3 separate regions of the Sus scrofa genome follow, and regions 1 and 2 are each linked to region 3. Evidence: chromatin contacts called from public promoter capture Hi-C data. All regions are on one chromosome and are shown on one strand. Each heading gives the region's core, a stretch centred on a gene start, on an enhancer-like site or on the middle of the called end of the contact. The rest is flanking DNA. Distances are from core to core; before and after follow the strand shown. Region 1 holds the start of DDRGK1 (DDRGK domain containing 1). Region 2 holds the start of PCED1A (PC-esterase domain containing 1A). Region 3 holds the start of MRPS26 (28S ribosomal protein S26, mitochondrial).

Region 1 (3,548 bases), core at 964-3,463, 150 kb after region 3:
GTCTGACCCCCAAGTGTGAGACAGGAGGGATGGTGTGACATAAGGCCTCTTTTTTTGAGCCAAAGGGGCTAGTTCTCAAGGGTCCAAGGGCAAAAGCCCCAAATAGCTCCTCTAGCTCAAGCCTGGTGTTGAGTACTGGAGAGACATTCTTTCCCACAATCCACAGAGCACTGTTAGTTTCCCAGCACCAGGGATATGGGGGCCTCTGCCAACAAAAAGCCTCTATCCCCACACACTTCTAGGGTTATGGTTGATGACACTCTAGAAACCGCGCAAGCTCATGGCCAGGCACTCTAGTCCTAGGGTGAAGCCCTCAGGGGATGAGGGTGCCCACACCAGGAAGAGTGCTAGGAAAGAAGGAATGGACTATGGAACTTTCTAGGTCAATCTAAAGACCCCTGCCCTCCTGATTCGCACTGAGAGCCAAAATGAAGGAAGAAGAAGTTGGCCCAATGGAATAAGGATCAGGGTCCAGGACTGCTAGTCCCCAGGACCAGAGGCTGGGTCCTAAGTCTCCCCTAACTACCTCCTACGGCTCCCAGACATCCCTCCCACACTATGGCTTCACACTCCACTCTTCTGCCCAGCTTTGCAGGGTACTCTCACCCTCTAAAGGCCCCCTCTCCACCAGGCTGGGCCCCTCTCACCTGGGATGATGACTTCCTCTTCATCCTCATCCACTTCTGCCCAAGCTACCCGCTGGGCTCGACGCTGGGCTTGCAGGCGGCTGCCCAGATCCCTCCGACGCCGAGGCCTGCCACCGGCTCTCTGCTCATCGAGCTCAGGCTGGGCCACTCGGCCTGCTACTCCCAGCTCCTCCTCATTGTTCAATGGCTCTCGGCCAGCTGTAGGGACGAGAAGAGCCCCGATGATGTCCAGCAGCCCAATGGCACATCATGGCAGCAGGAGCAGCATCCTGGAAGCCTTGATCTCATCTGGTCAAATTTCTCCAGGCTCTCGCTGTCCACTGCACAAAGTCCCAATTTCTCAGTCTGACTGTGAAAGCCTTCATAACCCAAACTCAAACCCTAGGCAGCAAGATCACCCCTTCCTTCACACCTGTGTCAATTCCTTTCTCTTCTCTTAAGGCCCCACCTTTCCAGCTGGCCTGTTAGGAGACTACCACTCTAGAAGATGGAGCTGAAGCTCTACCTCCTCTAGGAAGCCCACCTTGACCTCTTCAGACCTCATGTGAGTGCCCACTGCAGGACGGCATTTATCTCTTGCCTAACACCACCTGCCATGGTTTTACCTGGCATCCCAATCAGAGAGCACACCTGGGTCTGAGTCTCTCCTCCCAGGAAGATTTACTGGCTATTTGCCTTACCTCAGCTTCTCCGTGCCCTACCCCTGGCAGATGTTCTGATGTGGCCTGTGGGCCCAGGGACAGGGAGAAACATACGCACATACCCATATGGTGATAAGAAATGAAGGGGAGGGGGGTAGGATGGAGGATGACAGGTGTATCTCTTCTGGGCCCTGGTAGATGATATGGCCTTTGGGGCAGGTTGCAAAACTGGAAAGAGGGTGCCCTGGGGGACGGACAGAGCTTCCTGGAGCCACCTCATGCTCTATTCATCTCCTGGGCAAGTAGCAAACACTTAGGTGCCGCCTTCTTGTCAACTGCTCCAGGGCCAGCCTCGGAGGGATGGGAAACCTCTGGGCACCCAGTGGGTCAGAGCGGCGGGCTGCCCCAGTGAGGGACGGGAGTGTTCGCCAGGGCCTGGCCTTTCTGCAGTGGCAGGGGACGAGGAGAGAAATGAGACGAGACCCTCTTTGGGGGCCAGGAGAAAGGTTAGGGACCCGGACACTCGATCCGAGAGCTGGGATCATGCTCTGAGAGTCCCCGCCAGCCCTCCGTTGCGCACGCAGGCGCACGCGCACGGCCTATCTGATGCGCGGAGAGCGCCGCTAAGCACAGACGGCCAGTCAGCCCAGCCAGGCAAACCAACGCATGCGCAGGAGCCGCGGCGCGACGGCCTACAGAGGCTAAGGAGGCAGGGAACGCGCGGCCCTACCGGCTCTGGCGCCGCAGCATCTCCTACCTGCTGCTGCCCGGCCCCGCCTGCGGGTCAAGAAGAGGATAAAGCCAACGAGCAGAGCCGCCACCACCAAATACACCACGGGAGCCACCATGACGGTGGCTTCCAGGCGGAACCTGCGCGTCCACCCTGAGGCCCTGGATCTCCTAGGCCCCGCCCAATGCCCATGTGGCCCCTCCCAATGCCCATGTGGCCCCTCCCACTTCCCATTCTAGGCCCCGCCCAGGCGGCACGCAAAAGTCAGAGGCCCTAATTTTTAACTTTAAAATGAATTATGAAAAATAAAATAAAATTAACTATAGGGGCGTAAAAAAATGAAGTGGAAATTACTGCAGGAGTTCCCGCCGTGGCTCAGCAGAAAGGAATCGACTAGCATCCATGAGGATGCAGGTTTGATCCCTGGCCTTGCTCAGGGGGTTAAGGACCCAAGGTTGCTGTGAGCTGTGGTGTAGGTCGCAGAGGCAGCTCGGATCCCCCGTTGCTGTGGTTGTGATGTAGGCCGGCAGCTGCCGATTGGACCCCTAGCCTGGGAACCTCCATATGCCGCAGCTGAAGCCCTTAAAAAAAAAAAAAAAAAAGGACAAAAAAAGAAAGAAATTATGGGTTATGTTCAGTGTGACATTTATGTTTGCTTTAAAAGCGCTAAATACCACAGTGTTTATGGAAACATACATATGCAGAAAAAGCACAAAAAGATGCTTGGGAATGATACATACCAACCTCAGGATAGTGGTTGCTTTTTGGGAGGGAAGAAGTTGGAGGGCATTAAGGGCAGAGCTTTGCCTACATCTGTGACATCTGATTTCACTGAAAAGGGAGAGTAAACCTTCTATATAAATAAATTATGATATGCTTTGGTACTCAGGCCTGGAATTTTATACATTTTTTTTGTTTTTTGCCACACCTGCTTCATGAGGAAGTACCTTGGCTGGGGATCCAACCCAAGCCGCAGCAGTGACAACTGTTGGATTCTTAACCTGCTGAGGTACCAAGGGAACTCCTTTATACCATTTTAAAATAAACTTATTAGGCTGTACAAGATTTATTGATCCAGTTTTCCATAGTGAGGACTTGGAATTTAAATACTTACAGGGAATTTAAATCATCCTTTAATTCTTGACACTTTTTAAAAAAAGATATGAACAAATTATACCACAATAAAGTTGTTTACAAAAAATTGGGAAAGGATGTAAACTCAAGATTTTTAAAGAAGCAAATAAGGAGTTCCCACTGTGGCAAAACGGGATCAACGGCATCTCTCACAGGTCTGATCCCAGCCTGGCCCAGCAGGTTAAGGATCTGGAGTTGCTGCAGCTGCTGCATAGGTCACAAATGCAGCTCAGATCTGATCCCTGGCCTAGGAACTCTATATGCCTCGGGGAGACCAAAAAAGAAAAAAACGAAACAAAAGCAAATAACAACCACTGGGAATTTGCTATTATAGTAGCAAATGAAGCTTTTTTGCATGTGTGATGGAATAAATAAAGATCCCAGGACCCATGTATT
Region 2 (4,010 bases), core at 922-3,421, 190 kb before region 3:
ATGCTGGTCCCAGTGGATGCCATCCCGATGACGGTGCCGCACTGCATGTCGGAAATGAAAGTGGAGGTCCAGGACATCGAAGCAGTGATCCCCAGCCAGTGTGGCGCTGTAGAAATTCCCTTCAACCACGTCTCGCCGCAGAGAGCCCGCCAGGGGCTGGAGCTGAGCGAGAAAGTACAGCATCTAAGAGCCACAGAATGAAGCAGGATCGGAAGGAAGGGTCCTCCGTCCTGAGGGGCCCTGGTCACTTGCCTCGGGCAGAAGGAAACCCCCAGTGACACGCTCCCCTAGGGGCATTGCCATGTTCCACACCAGCAGGCAGGAGTCTGGCAACACCTGGTCCATGCGCACGAACACCCGCTCCAGGTTCTCTCGGTAGGCCTCCATTGAGCAGCGGCCGTACCTGTCGAATAGCACAAAGGGTGGGCAAGAGCAAAGGAGTGGATGGCCTCTGAGCCACGTCTCCCTCCCTCCCTGCCATCAGGATTTGCCTCTCCCCCTCCCCCAAACCTGGAGAGATCCCAGAGGCAGGAATTGATGATCACTAGGTCTGGGGCAGGCCCACAGGTCAGCTCCTCCAGGACTCCCTCGAGGTACTCGGAGTAAACACGGGTGAGGAAGTAGAAGCGCACAAGGTGGTGACCAGAACCCGAGCAGAACTGGCGGACCTCCCGGTACTGTGTCCCATTGTGCAGTTCGCCCAGCTGACCTCCAGCCACCAGCTGGTCCTGTTCAAAGCTCAGCTCCCCCTGCCCACCCCCCCGCACAAGCTGGTCAGACCCAGGCCAGAAGGAGGAGGACCCTACCAGGCCAGGATCTGGGCCTGCCCATCACTGGCATGGCCACCAAACGTCCCTCACCTTGGCTTTCAGCTGGGCAGCTGTGAGCAGTGAGTCTTTCTGGAGCAGGAGCACTAGGTCCTTATACACAGCCCGCTGGACTGCAGGGAGACCGAGATCCTGAGGCTGAGAAAGGCCTCACTCCATCCCAGCTCCTTCCAAATCCAGGCCTCCCATCATCCCAGGGCTGGGACTGCCCAAGACCACCTTTGTGGAGGGTTAACTTAGAGGCAGGAGAAAAGGTGAGGTTACAAAGTCCTGGCATTGCCCAGTTACCTCTAGCTGTACACCACTCCTCAACTTAATATGCAGTGACCCAAGATCACCTGGTAGAAGTAAGTCTGTCAAGTCACCCAAGAGACAAATACAACCCACCGCTTCCATGAGGGGAATTTGTGGAGGACTGTCAGGAAGAAAAATGCTGAGCAAGGAAGGGGTGAAAAGCTTGACAAGCTACATCTGTCAGGACATCTACAGAAGTCGTTGGGAAAATGAAAAGAGAAAACCTAGTGGACTGGAACAGACTAAGGATCAGGAAGGAAGTTTGAGATGGTGACAAAGGGGCCAGATGCAGAAAACAGGCTGCAGGTGCGGGACTGGGAAGTGTGATTCTAGAAGGGCACTCACTTGAGTCCCCCAAGATGACCACGAACTTGTTGTGTAGTAGCTGCTGAACTTCCGAGGCCTGGAAATGGACCATGGTGCTTCGCAGCCGGCGGCGCGGCTCGTTGTTCTCCAGGCAGAAGACCATGCCGCCGCAAGAACGACGGGCTGCAGGGAGTGGCCACTAAGCCACGAGAGGGCCAGCACTCAGGGCAGGTTGGCCTCACAGCCCACCCCGAGGTAAATGAGACCTGCTCTGGCCCTTCTCGGGGTGCTCAGGGCTACAGGGTCCAGGTGGAGGCAGCAGAGTGGGGTCCATGGTGGCACCGACCTCCATACACTTGGCACAGGAGGTCGCCAGGCCCTTGGGCCTCGCGTACACCGAAGCGCTTCCAGAGCCGCGCCACCCTGCGCACTGCCTTGTGCCCGCCGCCTCCCCGCGCATGCGCGTGCGCTCTCTCGCGCCGATTACCGAGTCCCGGGGCTCCGCGCCGTTCACCAGCTACCCGGGCAGGCCCGCCAGCGCGCCTTGCCCGCGGCGGGCTCAGGGCTGGATTTCATGTTCCCGCGCCCGAGGAGGCCGATCGGTTCAGCACTGCCTCTGCCCCGCAGGGGCTGTGCGCCCCGGTTAGCGGTCGGTGCGAGGCCCGACGCCCAGCGCTCTCCATGCAGGAGTCGCGGAGGCCCGACGGCGCCTCGGGCCTCCGGACCCCAGGCGGCGACGTTCACAACTCCCACTTCCGGTCACCCATGTCCCGCCCTGCCCGACCCCGCAACACCCGAGGGGACGATAGTGCGGCGGGGCGAGCCGCCGCAGGGAGCAGGAGCCAGGGCCGGGCCCGCCCGGGCGGCCGCCAGGCCCGGGCGTGGGCGGGGACGCGGCCGCAGCCAAGTGCAGCCGCCCACAGTGGGGATGGTTGTGGCGGCAGCCTAGACACGTGACCCAGACGGGCGGAAGCGGAAGTGGAAGTGCCCTTCTGGAGCCCGCACTAGGCGGGTGTCCGCTCCGCGCTGGCCAGCCACCTCCTGCACTGGCCATGGACTGCTACACCGCGAACTGGAACCCGCTCGGGGACTCTGCCTTTTACCGGTGAGCCGCCCCGCCCTGCCTCCCACGGCCCACCTTACCTTGCTCGCTAGCTGGCTTAGTCTCCGGGCGGAGCCGGCAGCGTAAGTCCCCGTCTCTACGGGCGCTGGGGTCCGCCCCTCGCCGGTTCTATCCCGGCGTCTACCACTTAACGCACAGCAGCCTAGGGCCCGGCCTTCCCCTGTTCCCGAGAAAGAAACTAAGGCACACCCGGTGGTCACACAAGGAGGGGTACAGCCCAGCGGTGAAGTCCAGGACTGTCAGCCTCCATAAGGATGCTTGGATCACGTTGAGGGTGGCCGCCCACAGGTGACAGTGAGCGCCGAGTCTCCTGCCAGGAGGTTCTGCGGAAATCAGACCACAGGGGCGCTCCTAGGGGGGAGTAGACCTCACGGCGGGAAGGGTAACAGTGCTAACCAAGACTGGGAGAAGGAAGCGAGTCGTCAGGGAATCCAGGGACAGGGCGAATGAGGACCCCATGTTGGAGCAACCCTTTCATGGGAGTCGTAGAGCCCTAAACCACTAATCTTTCTAAAGTGTACACCAATAACGTCATTACCCTGGTTAGGATTTTTTTCAGTGACTTCTCTTTGAAGTAAGATAACGTACAAATTTCTTTTGTGTTATAGCTGTATAACTTCAATCTCATTTGCCTTTTTCCTACCGAGTCTGTGTTCCAGTTGCAAAGAACAGGGCTCCCACACAGCACAATGTTAAAAGGCTCCCTGTGTTTGCTCTAGCCTGTGGTTCCTAATGCAGGACCTGCCTTTTCCCTCTTTACCTCACTGGAGAATTTTTGCTCATCCTTCAGAACTTAGTTAAAGGGTTCTTTCTGAAACTTTCCCTGATCTAATCTCAAAAGAGTTGACTTTCACCTGACCTTCTCTTTGGGCCTCACAGGACCCAGTGCTAGGGTCTGTTATGAATGACACAGTAGGGAAATATTTGTATAGGTTTCTTCTGCTAAACCAAATTCCTTGAGGGCTGAGAGCATATTTCTTGTATCTCTTTATCTTCAATGCATATTTAGAACGGTGTCTCCTATGTAGTAGTTGCCTAATAAAGTTTTTTTTTTAAGACTGTTGATTGTGACTAAAGATCACCAAGACATTGCACTGGGGTCTTATTTCAGTAGAAGACAACTGTTTGTGCTAGTGAAACTACCATTGTTGTTCACATATTAAAACTTTTCAACGTCGTTTTTGTATGTTTGTTTGTTTTGCTTTTTAGGGTCACATTTTGCAGCATATGGAAGTTCCCAGGCTAGGGGTTCAATCGGAGCTGCAGCTGCCAGCCTGCATCACAACCACAGCAATGTCAGATCCAAGCCGTGTCTGCCACCTTCACTCTAGCTAGTGGCAAGGCCAGATGGTTAACCCACTGAGCAAGGTCAAGGGAAAAAACCCACATCCTCATGGATACTAGTTGGGTTTGTTTCCAGTGAGCAACAGTGGGAACTACTCAGTGTAATTTTTGATCCA
Region 3 (3,586 bases), core at 764-3,263:
GCCCTTCCCTAGCGTGAGAGGAGCAAGGGGTAGGAAGCGCTTGCCCCTGTAACCACCACACATGCATTCCACATCCCTAATTGCCATGAAACCCACAGACAAAAGGGGCAAGGGGTCTGTCAATCAGGTCCCCAGCACAGGGTGCCCAAGTACCCCTACATTGCTGCATGTCTCTTGGAGAACTCCCCTGACCAGAGTCTGTTCCCCCTCTCCCTACTTCTCTCTCCTGGAATCCCTGAAGGGAGAAAAGGTGGGCCTGACCTCCTGGGGAGGGCCCTCTGCTGGCAAAGCTGGGAGGAGTCTCTTTCCCAGGAGACCTCGAGGGTCTGGACCCCTGTAGTCTGGGATGAGGAGCAATAGCAGAAGGGAGGACATTAGGAAATGCTAAAGCTGCCCCCGAAGTGCCAGTTGTCCAAAGGGACCTTGGAGGAAGATGAAGGGGGTGTGTATGGGGGTGTCAGACTCCTTGAGCGCTGTCCACTGTCCAGGGGGGCAGCCCTGCCATGGCCAGCTTTGGGCTAGGCCTCCTGCTGCTGCTGCTGCTGCTGACCACACATCCTGGATCCTCAAAGGCTCAGCACTGGTCCCATGGCTGGTACCCTGGAGGAAAGCGAGCCTCCAGCTCATCCCAGGAACCCCAGCATGCTCCTTGGCTCCCAGGTGGGTTGAAGGATCTCAAGTGGGAAGAAGAAGGTGCTGGCTGGGGCTCCTTTGCCTACCTTGAACCTTGGCACACACGCGGGGGGAGGGGGTGCTGAGGGGGTTAGGCTGCAGCCTTCTAAGGAAGGGTTCTGGGCACTGCAGCAGGCAGCCCAGGCCAAATTGCTCATAGCCTCCCAAGCAATGCCCTGGCTCCCCCTGAGGACACTGTACCCTGGGAGGGCAAGACCATGGTCCAGTGGCTTCTCCGTGGGAAGCAGCACCTGGTGCAGAAACTGCTGGTAAGTAGGGCGCAAGGCCCCCAGCACTGGCCAGGGAGGGGTTGGGGATGGAAGGAACAAGATACCACTGAGATATCCCTTGGCCCAGCTATTGGTGCCACGTGCTATTCAGTACCCCCAAATCTAGACAGTTTATGATGAGATAATATGTTAGATTAAAGCAAATGAGTTACTAGTGGAGTAGGAGGTAACTACTAAAAACCTCCATAAATAAGACAGTGGCAGTAATGAGGTTCCCCAGACTTCTTGACAGTCTGGAGAAACCACTGTGTCTCCAGGTGCGCAGGCCGGCAGCCAGTGGAAAGTGAGGGGTGCGACCTTACACTTAGCTGTAGGGCCCTGAAAACCAGCTGGTTACTGATAGCTGCACTAGGAATGACTCAAGAGCTCCCCAAGGCCAATAGCGAAAAACAAGTGTAGGGAGGTGGTTTATTACTGTCTTGCAAATTGTATTTTAAAGTGCCCCTTGGGAGCATCTTAACTAAAGGAGAAAGATAAATTCCTGTAAGGCAGGCAAAACCTTATCCCCAAATATAAGCTGGTAGGAGCTCAGGTTTAAGGTGAGCTACACCTCCACGCCTACGAAGCTGGAGAACCTGCACGCTGTGTCCTCTAGGAGGCAACAGTGCATCCGCAAGAAGTGGGAGTGGGGAACACCCGCCGGCCGGCGGCCGATCCCACGCAGCTGGGCCTAGTCGGGACGGGAAGGAAAGGAGGGCGTGGGCAAGGCCTCAGCTCCGCGGTCAGATGACCAGAGCGTCCAGTGGAATGACCGCCCCTTCCTCCCACAGACCCGACCACGACCGCTGCGCCCCGCTGCCCTCCAATAAAGGTGTGAAGTTTCCTGAGTTTTTGCATCTTCTTTCGTTTGTCCCCTCTCTTCCACCCCTACTGACAGCCATTCCCGCGTGTGGCTGGAGAGACGCGGGCCGGGGACATGGGGCGGGACTGGACCCAGCAGGGAGGACACAGCAGGCGAGAGCAGCCTGAGGTGTCAGCGGGCTCCTGAGGGTGGGGGTAGAGTCGCCGGACTACATGTCCCGTGGTGCTTCGCGCGCCACTTCCCGGCACCCATGAAGCCTTGCGGCTCGCCGGAGGCGGGGAGGCCTCGCCATGCTGCGCGTGCTGGGCGGCCTGGGTGCGCGGCCTGCGGGCCGGCTCCCGGCCCCGCTTCTGCTCCCCACGCGCGGCCGCAAGACCCGCCACGACCCGCCGGCCAAGTCCAAAGCCGGGCGCGTGGCGACTCCGCCCGCGGTGGATCCTACGGAGTTCTTCGTGCTGACCGAGCGTTACCGCCAGTATCGCCAGACGGTGCGCGCGCTCAGGTGTGTGCGACGGAGGGGGCGGCGGCCGTCGTCGCTGTCCGGCGTGTGTGTTGGGGCGGGCGAGCGAGCGGGCGGGCGAAGAGAGTGCCAATTTTGGGCGCGTCTCCGCCCAGGCTGGAGTTCATGTCCGAGGTGCGCAAGAAGCTGCATGAGGCCCGGGCCGGGGTCCAGGCAGAGCGCAAGGCGCAGGAGGACGCGGCTGAGCATCGCGAGCTGATGGCTTGGAACCAGGCGGAGAACCAGCGGTTGCACGAGCTGCGGTGAGTGGGGCGGGGCGGGGCCGCCTGGCCTGTCAGGAGACTCCCCCCCAGCCCCGCTCAGCCTCGGCTTCTCACCCCTCCCAGGCTGGCCAGGCTGCGGCAGGAGGCCCTCGAGCAGGAGCGGCGGCAGGCCGAGGAGGCTGTCCTGCAGGCCCGAGAGGCGCAGGCCTGGGCGCAGCTCAAGGAGCAGGAAGTGCTGCAACTGCAGGTGGGTCCCGTCTCCCGAGGGTGGGGCTGCAGGCCAAGAACTCCGCAGGTTTGGGGGGGGGGGGCCTCTAACTACGTGCAGAGTGGCTTTGAGTCTTGAGAGGGGAGTAGCAGGTGAGGCTTTAGGAGAGAAGCAGGGCAGGGTGAGTGTCTGTCAGACACAGAAACCCGAAGGTGAGAGTTGACATTGCATTGTTCCCTAAGAAGTTTGTTTTTTGCCATAAGGGTAAAAAAGTCACTGAGGGATTAAACGTTCTGGGCTCGGATGTCACATGTGGGACTTAAGAGCAGGGAGACCAGTTAGAAGTAATCCAGTGTGGAGTTCCCGTTGTGGCTCAGTAGTTAATGAACCCAACTAGTATCCATGAGGATGGGTTCGATCCCTGGCCCTGCTCGGTGGGTTAAGGATCCGGGGTTGCCGTGAGATGTGGTGTAGGTCGAAGATGCGGCTCGGATCCAGCATTGCTGTGGCTGTGGTGTAAGCTGGCAGCTACAGCTCCGCTTTGACCCCTAGCCTGGGGACCTCCATATACCTCAGGTGCAGCCCCAAAAAAACAAAAAAGAAATGACCTAGCAGGAATGGATGAGATTTAAATTATAGAGGGAGAAGGTCAGTTTGAGAGAAATTGAGAGACCCAGGCAGCACTGAGGGACTGATTCCACCCAGTGGATTGTCACAGCTGGTGTACCTGGGTTTTGGGCAGTCTCCAAGGCATGGTTATCTAAGAAAGCTGAATGTGGCCAAGCTGCCTGATGTTCTTCACTCGAAAGTCAGTGGGGCATTCAAAGGACCTGGACCAAACACCTTTCCCACAGGGGAGCTGGAGCCCCGCCTTCAGTGGGCTAAAGCCAG

The links. Promoter capture Hi-C pulls out the DNA fragments that hold promoters and counts their contacts.
Region 1: a promoter capture Hi-C map of fetal skeletal muscle shows a contact between it and region 3, with 5 times the contacts expected there. The contact joins the promoter of DDRGK1 here to the promoter of MRPS26 in region 3. A contact is called at or near these places in 2 of 5 promoter capture datasets (fetal skeletal muscle and liver), 3 of 47 Hi-C or Micro-C datasets (heart right ventricle and liver) and 1 of 2 datasets of contacts at active chromatin or transcription factors (alveolar macrophages).
Region 2: a promoter capture Hi-C map of liver shows a contact between it and region 3, with 3 times the contacts expected there. The contact joins the promoter of PCED1A here to the promoter of MRPS26 in region 3. A contact is called at or near these places in 2 of 5 promoter capture datasets (fetal liver and liver) and 1 of 47 Hi-C or Micro-C datasets (liver).

Annotation. Positions count from the first base shown.
Region 1 is chr17:32,478,646-32,482,193 of Sscrofa11.1, reverse strand. DDRGK1 (DDRGK domain containing 1) reads right to left here and starts at 2,213. Exons shown (of 9, transcript NM_001190212.1): 1 at 2,046-2,213; 2 at 648-845. The coding sequence starts at 2,136.
Region 2 is chr17:32,824,342-32,828,351 of Sscrofa11.1, reverse strand. It overlaps PCED1A (PC-esterase domain containing 1A), which reads right to left and starts at 2,171. Exons shown (of 8, transcript NM_001243864.1): 1 at 1,915-2,171; 2 at 1,467-1,626; 3 at 861-940; 4 at 511-749; 5 at 253-403; 6 at 1-162. The coding sequence starts at 1,590. VPS16 (vacuolar protein sorting-associated protein 16 homolog) reads left to right here and starts at 2,378. Exons shown (of 24, transcript XM_003134328.4): 1 at 2,378-2,532. The coding sequence starts at 2,480.
Region 3 is chr17:32,629,861-32,633,446 of Sscrofa11.1, reverse strand. It overlaps MRPS26 (28S ribosomal protein S26, mitochondrial), which reads left to right and starts at 2,013. Exons shown (of 4, transcript XM_001924808.5): 1 at 2,013-2,266; 2 at 2,380-2,526; 3 at 2,611-2,734. The coding sequence starts at 2,055. It overlaps GNRH2 (progonadoliberin-2), which reads left to right. Exons shown (of 3, transcript XM_005672785.3): 1 at 1-660; 2 at 805-941; 3 at 1,733-2,019. The coding sequence starts at 504. The coding sequence ends at 1,771.